Linked DNA regions of Sus scrofa: region 2 is linked to region 1. Evidence: chromatin contacts called from public HiChIP or PLAC-seq data. All regions are on one chromosome and are shown on one strand. The core of a region is the stretch at or near the end of the contact, and the rest is flanking DNA. Distances in the headings are between cores, read along the strand shown. Region 1 overlaps TEAD1 (TEA domain transcription factor 1). Region 2 has its middle 150 kb from the start of TEAD1.

Region 1 (3,787 bases), core at 441-2,940:
TGCTGTGGCTCTGGCATAGGCCAGCGGCTGCAGCTCCGATTAGACCCCTAGCCTGGGAACCTCTATGTGCTGTGGGTGTGGCCCTAAAAAGACAAAAAACAAAACAAAACAAAACAAAAAACCCATTTCTCCCTGACTCCCAAACCTGGGCTCTTTCCACTACGCTTTCATTCCTTCCTTGCTGGAGGTCATCATAAGTTAATTTAACAAATTGGTATTGAGCACTGCCTACATTCTAGCCCCGTATGAGGGGTTGTCAGGGATATAGCAGTGAGCCAGACAGACATGGTCCCTGCCCGCATGGAGCAAGTTCATTTGCAGGAAACACTGACCTGAGGTCAGGGCTGCGTGCCAGAGCTTTCTGGGAAGTCTGAGAGCCCTTTGAAGATGGTCACCTTCCACTTAGCCTTTTGAAGCCTGTTCTTGGCCACTAGTATCCAGGGCACCTGGCCCAATGCTGGCAGGAAGAAAGTGTCTCAAATATCGCAGTGGGGAGGATCCTAGATCACAAGGCTGGCCTTGGTGGTGGCCAGGAAGATGTCTGGAAGATTCTGGTGCTGTAGGATCCTACAGGCAGCCAGGGCACAGCAATTGCTGGACAATGACTGTCTCTTTATGAGTAGGTGTCTTCAGGGACTTTGGTCAGGTTGGCTCCGGGGCTGCCCCCTTTCTTGTTGGGATGCCATGCCTGCTGGTCAGCTATCACAGAGCTGAGTTGTGTCGAATAGAAAAGATGAGGAGGAAGACATCTCTTGGCCAGGCCTCCCCAATTGCTGACCTGAGCCGTCCTGGCCAGGAGAGCACAGGAGTTGGACTTGCCTCTTTGCTTACTTCATAGAAGCACAAGGCAGAAGAGAGAAGGGGCCCTTTCAGTGAGGTGGTGGCAGAACTGACAAAGGGGCATCAGAAGGAGTGCATGCAAGCAGATAGGAGTGTGCACCAGTTAATCAGAGCAGGCAAACAGGCTGACATCTGAGGTCCCTAGGCTCCTCCTAATTTGGAGGACAGGTCAAGGAAATGCAACGCCATTCCTTTCTAAGACAGTGGGCTTTCTGTGAGCTCCAGGAAGGTGGTCTGTGTCTGTGGAAATGACTATAGAATCGAAGCCTTGTAGTATCCCCAGGCCTTGGAGGAAGGAGCCTTGAGGACTGAGCTGAACCTGTTCTTTCCGGTTCTTAATCTGAGCATCATTTAGCATCTTTGATTTCTTTTTTCTGTCTGACCTGTGATTCAGGATATTATTTCAAGTGAATTAGCTAGGAACGTGCAGTACAAAGAGCTGTGCCCTTAGAACAGGCCAGAAGCTCCATAAGGCTGAGACCCCACCATGACTGTCTTGCTGGACGTAGAAGGTGTCAGTGATGTTTGTTGAATGTACACATATGTGAACTATTGTTTAAAACAAAGAAAGGGGAGTCAATAGGCCTCTGAGCCTTGAGAGGAACTGGCTAGAAAGGAAGGGCGAAAGCAGGAAAAAAAAAAAATGAGAGAGAAAAAGATGTTTGTATATTTAATAGTCTCTTAGTCTGAGAAGGAAGAAATGCTATTTTTTTGTGTGTGATGTGTATTGACAAATGCTAGTTCCAGAGGCAGGAAGGATTTCTGTCCAAATAGGCAGAGTAGTGGAACAAGGGTTAATTCAGGGATCCTCAGAACAGATGAGTAATGGGAGATTTTGAAATAGTTTGGTTCCTGTGAGAGTAGCAAAGTCAGAGTCATCAGTGTTTGGATTGGGAAGCTTAACATATTGGCAGCGGTGGTGGGGGAGGGGGTTGGCAGAGGTTGGGCCTACCAGGGTTTATGCACAAGGTGTGAGCCCTTATGTAATCCAGGTTTAAAAAAAGCTGATTAGGATGGCTCAAGAACTGGTCATAAGCAGAGATAAAAAAGATAATGTTAAATTATCACTGAGTTGGAAAGTTATGCTTTCCAACAGCTTTCCGTGGCAGTGCATGAGCACTGGGATTCAGGAAGACATGGGTTCATAAATTGTTGAGTGAAAGCCTGTACTGTGCTTTGACTGTGAGTGGGGACTATAGGTATAAAGCAATTAAGATAGCTGACCTGTTTGACCACTTACTGTGTGCTAGGCACTTTCTCATTGCTTTAGAATATGTTATCTTGCTTATTCCTCAGAGCAACCCAGTGACAGGGGTTACCATGATTACCCCCAATTTACAGCTGAGGAAGCTGAGGCCCACCAAGGTCAAGTTATTTGCTCAAGGTCACAGTAAATAAGTGGTGGGGTTGACATTTGAAAGTCAGCTTAATACAACAAGCCAGCTAGTATGACTAACTGCAGTATTGATAGGGAAGGAAGTCTATATACTAGGGATATATACAGCTCAGTGGTATGGCAGCAGAAAGTGGGATTACTTATGATTGGGGAATGCATGTGTCCATATTTAAAAATGCAGGGAAGTAGAAGAGTTAGAGTCTGAGAGGCAGACTTAGATGGGCTAGCTTTGTTCAGTGGGAAAAAGGCCACTTAAGTGTTTTTTTGTATTTTTTTTATTTTTAGCGTGTGTTTTTGTTTTTAAACTTACTTTGGATGGCAGACCCCCTTTGAGAATCTATAGAAAGTTGTGGATCTCCAAAAAAAACAAAATGCTTATTTGTGCATAGTTATGGAATTGTTGCATATAACTTCAGATGATTTCTGAAGCCTAGGTCAAACCTGCTACTGTGGGGAGAGAGGGAAAGGAAGGGCACTTAGGCCTAAGGGAACAGCGTGATAAAGGCACAAAGTCCTTAGAGGGCACAGCTCTGGTGCTCTTAGAACTGAAGGTGTGTCCTGGGGGGGTGGTATGGTGAATGAGCCTGGAAATGTGGGCTGGCACTGCATCATGGAGGGCCCTGAGTGCCTGGTGGCCATCCTGGAACAAAGGAAAGCCATTGCATCTTTTTAGGAGAGATGATGTGACTTTGCCTGTGTTTGACAACGCCAACTCTGGAGGTATGAAGACAAGTTAGATGGCTATTGCAGTAGGTCAGTCGGAGAGGATGAGCCAAAAGTACCTAATGTCAGTGCTGGCAGAGAAGTTTTGGTGGTAAAACCAATAGGACTGGTTGACAGAATGGGATTTGTGCATGAGAAGGAGGGGTTGAAGATGATTCTAGGATTTGTTGCTGGGTGATGAGGAAGATGGCAGGACTGTGAACTGCATGGGGAGTGGAGATGAAAGAGGCAATTTATAGAGAGGAGAGGGATGGGGAGTTGAATTTTGTCATGTGCTGGAGGCACAGAGTGCCATCCGGATGAAGATGATCTGTGAGGTTTAGAAATTCCTGCCTGGAGGTCAGGCAGGTTGGAGTTGCTGGGACAGTTTCGTGGCTCACATGCAGAGAGGTAATGAGAATAGGGAAAAACCCAGGCTCACGGTGTTATGGTAAAAGTGGCATGGATTTTTTTTTTTTTTTTTTTTTTTTTTGTCTTTTTGCCATTTCTTGGGCTGCTCCCACGGCATATGAAAGTTCCCAGGCTAGGGGTCCAATTGGAGCTGTAGCCACTGGCCTATGCCAGAGCCACAGCAACGGGGGATCCGAGCCGCGTCTGCAGCCTATACCACAGCTCACGGCGACGCCAGATCCTTAACCCACTGAGCAAGGCCAGGGATCGAACCCGCAACCTCATGGTTCCTAGTCAGATTCATTAACCACTGTGCCACAACGGGAACTCCAAAAGTGGCATGGATTTTAAATGGAGTGTCTGTAGTAGTGGGAGAGTAGAGACATTGTCTTTTTAAGAAAAAGGGAAACCCCAACAGTGCTTCCCAAGCCTGACCAG
Region 2 (3,987 bases), core at 143-2,642, 250 kb before region 1:
GAATGGAGTCACTCAGAGTTCCCGTGGTGGCTCAGTGGTAGCAAACCTGACTAGAACCCATGAGGATGCAGGTTCGATCCCTGGCCTCACTCAGTGGGTTAAGGCTCTGGCATTGCCATGAGCTGTGGTGTAGGTTGCAAACACAGCTTGGATGGGGCGTTGCTATGGCTGTGGTGTAGGCCAGCAGCTATAGCTCCAGTTGGACCCCTAGCCTGGGGACCACCATATGCCTCAGGTGTGGCCCTAAAAAGACAAAAAAAAAAAAAAAAAAGGAATGAAGGAATGTATACAAGAGACAAGCTGTAAAGTTGCTCAGTCTTGGACACGGACAAGAGTGTCTGGGCTGCAGAGCAGGGCTGGCCCAGGTAGCACGTGAGGTGCATCCTCAGTCAAGGAGCCCTGGGACTCATGTTCTAGAGCCCGCTCCACCCCTGCAATGCCAAGAGATTTGGGGCAAGTCATGTGGCACCTCCGCTTCTGATGAGTGCCTGCAGGAAATGGATGGGCCGCTCAGGAGTGAGAATTTAATGAAGTCACTGTTTGCAACTCTGGGGACAGGGCCGAGGGAGCTCCAGAGGCAAGGGGAGCCCAGCTGTTGCAGCCTCCTGGGGTACAGAGACAAAGTTTGCAAGCAACCTCCTGGGGTACAGAGACAAAGTTTGCAAGCAGTCCTGGAGGGGTATGCAGGGCCGATTCACTCTGAAAACTTTTCCTCATCCAGAAAAGGAGGAAACGCTATCTGTCCCAGGAGGGTGTGAGGACCAGGCACAAGGGGGACTGGGGAACTTCTGAAAGTCCCTTTCAGCCCTTTGAGCCTAGGATTCTCAGCAAATAAAACCACGACAAGGAGGGACTGAGCAGGGTGCCTGGGACAGAAGAGAAAAGTCTCAGAAGCTTATAGCACTAGTCTGGAGACCCAGCAGAGTTCAAGCTTGAGTTTGTGTGGTTTTTTTTGTTTGTTTGTTTTTTAGCATTTTGTACACAAAGGTTTATTTCTCAATTAAGCATTCCCTTCAAACATAAGGAATTAATTCTAAATCTTCATAAAGATGAATTAAAAATGAAATCCCTCCAGTATAATGCACGTATCACTGTGTTTTTGGTCACTACTGGCGTTTCCTATTTACATCAAAAACAAAGACAGGTTATTTAAAAAATCATGCTACTGGATTTCTAGCTCTTCCTCTATGACCAGTCCACACTGATTGAGTTTGAATTTAAATGGCCACCCCAGATGGCACTAACTTCCGTGGGAGAACAATCAGTATACGGGAAAGGAGCAGTTAAAAGGCCCAGGTTCAAATCTGGCTTTGCTACTTATTAGGTAAGGAACAGTCCTCAAGCCTTCTGGCTTACTATCCTGAACTGTACACATGGGAATAAACTCTCACGACCTTGTTATAAGGATTTCTTTCAAGGAGATGATGTGTCACGGTGCCTGGAACACAGTTTGTTCTCATTAACTAGGAGCTTTTTACTTTCCTTTCTTAAGGACACAGAACCTGGAAGGAAATGACCTGGACTTAGAGTGAAGGAGTGAAAAATGAACGTAAAAAAGCAAGTGAGCTGGGCGCGTCTCAGGAGATGGGTTGCCTATGAAACCGGTTCCCTGAAAGGAGGGCTGGGAAAGATCTGAAAGGAACCGCCCCCCACCCCCCATGCTGTAAGGCAAGTAACATGAGACCACAGAGTGACCTGCTGTGAATGTCCAGAGATGACTCAGCCTCGGAGCAGAACGTGGTCCAAAGCACGTACCAGCCGAAGCCCCAGGTCCCCATGGAGTCCTGGTAACTCGAACTTCTTCAAAGGGCATCCCGTGGCTTCCGGGTGCCCTGTGGTTGGGACAGGCTTGTAGGATAAACCCTGGGGCATGTGCTCTCCTCGGGGTGAGGGGCCAGCTCCTCATTAGTTGAGGGAACGACGTGAACTGGGCGCTGAGGAAGCAGCCCTGGACGCAGAGCTGGCAGTTCTGGATGCAATTCCCCCTCTGCCGCTCTTGTGGCTTCTCCTTGAGTCTCCCTCTCTTATCTGCAGAATGGGAGTGATAATAATCTCCCCTGCACAGAGTTTCCACGAGGACTGCAAAAGACCACATGGAATGTAGAAACGCGCCTGCACCCGAGGGCGCGGCGAGATCAAACGGCAGTGGCCTTGCTCGCTGCTCTTTCCCCGAGGCGACCGTGTGATGGAGAAGTGCCTCTCCCCCATCAAAGGCAGATGAAGGGCTAATTCTTCCGAGCCCCAGGCCAGGAGGGAGCTCACACTGCTTGGGGTGGAGAACACAGACTTCCAGGCCCCAGAACTCTGAGTACCAAGATCACAGGCAGAGAAGCCACTTGGGGACTTGGGGTATTAGCAGGGCAGACCAATTAGACAGAGGTGACCTCCATGGTAACTCAGTCCCCAAGACTGTGCTCCCAGCAAACTGAACCACTGCCAATGCTGAGAATTCCCTGTAGGCCCATGGAAGGGGCAGCCCAGTGAGACTGGGCAGTGAGATCCCAGGCGGGAAATACAGAAGCTGGAAGGAGAGGATGCCTGCCTGAGTCAGAGCAGAAGTAACTCCAGTAATTCTCAGACCTCCACCTAGAATGCACTAGGATGCAGGAGAGACTGGGTAAGGTCCCCATCATAGAGTGTGGGATCAGTCATTCCCAACAAATCCTTCTGTTGGGCTCACAGGAGCTCCAGGTATTGCTGATGAGGAAGCCAACATAGGTAGACTCCACCTATAAGCTTAGTGATGCCAGTTCCCAGGACAGGCAACCAAAGAAGCTCCCCACTTCCTATTCTTTGTTGGGAAGGGAAGATATCTTAGGTAGACTGGCTCCTCTCTGGACATGCTTCCTGAAACACCAGCTCCCAGCACAATTCCTGGCCCCTTGCTGGCACTTGGTAAATGTTCCTGCTTTCATTTCCCTAAGGAATGTACTGCCATCCAGACAGAAAACAATACTCATGGACACTCGTGGGCCCAGTCCACTGGAGAAGAGGTCCTGGAAGCAGTCTGGACCCAATGCCCTAGAAAGCACCAAGGCCCCAGCACAACTTAAATGAGAAAAGGCCAAGCAGCCCAGGCCCAGGATCTCCCGCTGCCTGGACCCAGATAACAAGGGAGACAGCTTTTCCTGTGGTTCCCAAGCATCAAAACTCCTCCAGATGCTGGGCTGGGCTCTAGGGGCCCAAAAAGGTCTAAGACACATCTTTGCCCTCAAAGTCGTTGTCCTGGGACTGGTAAATAGAAGGCACAGAGTAGGGGTAAGTGTTGAAAGAAGGACAGGGGTGGGATCGTGAAGGACCCCAAAAGTCAAGCTATAGGATGGTCCTTGTCCGGCGTTGAGGAACCAGAGAGGGTCTCTAAGTTTCTCTAAGCACAGAAGTGATAAGATCAGACGTGACTGTGCAAGGAGAGGGAAAGAAGGACCCTGCCTGCTCCTGGGCCCACAGTGTGGCCACCAGGGCAGCGCCTATGGGCATGTCAGCTCCTCTGACCCATGCTGTCCAGGTGCCAGGCTGGCTTTGTCCCTGCTGTCTTGCTCACTTGATCCCCAGGCTCCTCACCCTTCTTGCCATCATGATCAGAGGATCTGGATGGTATTTTTGAAGGCCCAGAAGTCTCCAGACTCCACCGTGTAATATAAAAATTAGAGCCTTAGCTTGGAGACAGGCAGGGTTCTAGAACCGAATTTCCTTCTGAATGACCTTGAATAAGACATGATTATATACACAATGGAATACTACCCAGCCATGAAAAAGAACAAAATAATGCCATTTGCAACAAGGAGGATGGAACTAGAGACGCTCATACTGAGTGAAGTAAGTCAAAAAAAGACAAATACCATATGATTATCACTTATATCTGGAATCTAATATATGGCACAAATGAACCTTTCCACAGAAAAGAAAATCATGGACATGGAGAACAGACTTGTGGTTGCCAAGGGGGAGGGGGAGGGAGTGGGATGGACTGGGAATTTGGGGTTAATA

The links. HiChIP or PLAC-seq counts read pairs in DNA pulled down with a chosen protein or histone mark.
Region 2: an H3K27ac HiChIP or PLAC-seq map of skeletal muscle shows a contact between it and region 1. The contact joins two enhancer-like sites. A contact is called at or near these places in 1 of 47 Hi-C or Micro-C datasets (embryonic fibroblasts) and 1 of 2 datasets of contacts at active chromatin or transcription factors (skeletal muscle).

The regions. Positions count from the first base shown.
Region 1 is chr2:46,568,899-46,572,685 of Sscrofa11.1, reverse strand. The region is part of intron 2 of TEAD1 (TEA domain transcription factor 1); the gene reads left to right. Among named protein-coding and RNA genes, the nearest start is that of TEAD1, 99 kb to the left of the region's middle. Within about 2 kb of position 1,690, at least 9 of the 83 cell types and tissues checked have an H3K27ac peak or open chromatin away from gene starts, as enhancers often do. A contact at or near this core is called in skeletal muscle, where this site is marked.
Region 2 is chr2:46,819,361-46,823,347 of Sscrofa11.1, reverse strand. No RefSeq gene overlaps it. Among named protein-coding and RNA genes, the nearest start is that of TEAD1, 150 kb to the right of the region's middle. Within about 2 kb of position 1,392, at least 9 of the 83 cell types and tissues checked have an H3K27ac peak or open chromatin away from gene starts, as enhancers often do. A contact at or near this core is called in skeletal muscle, where this site is marked.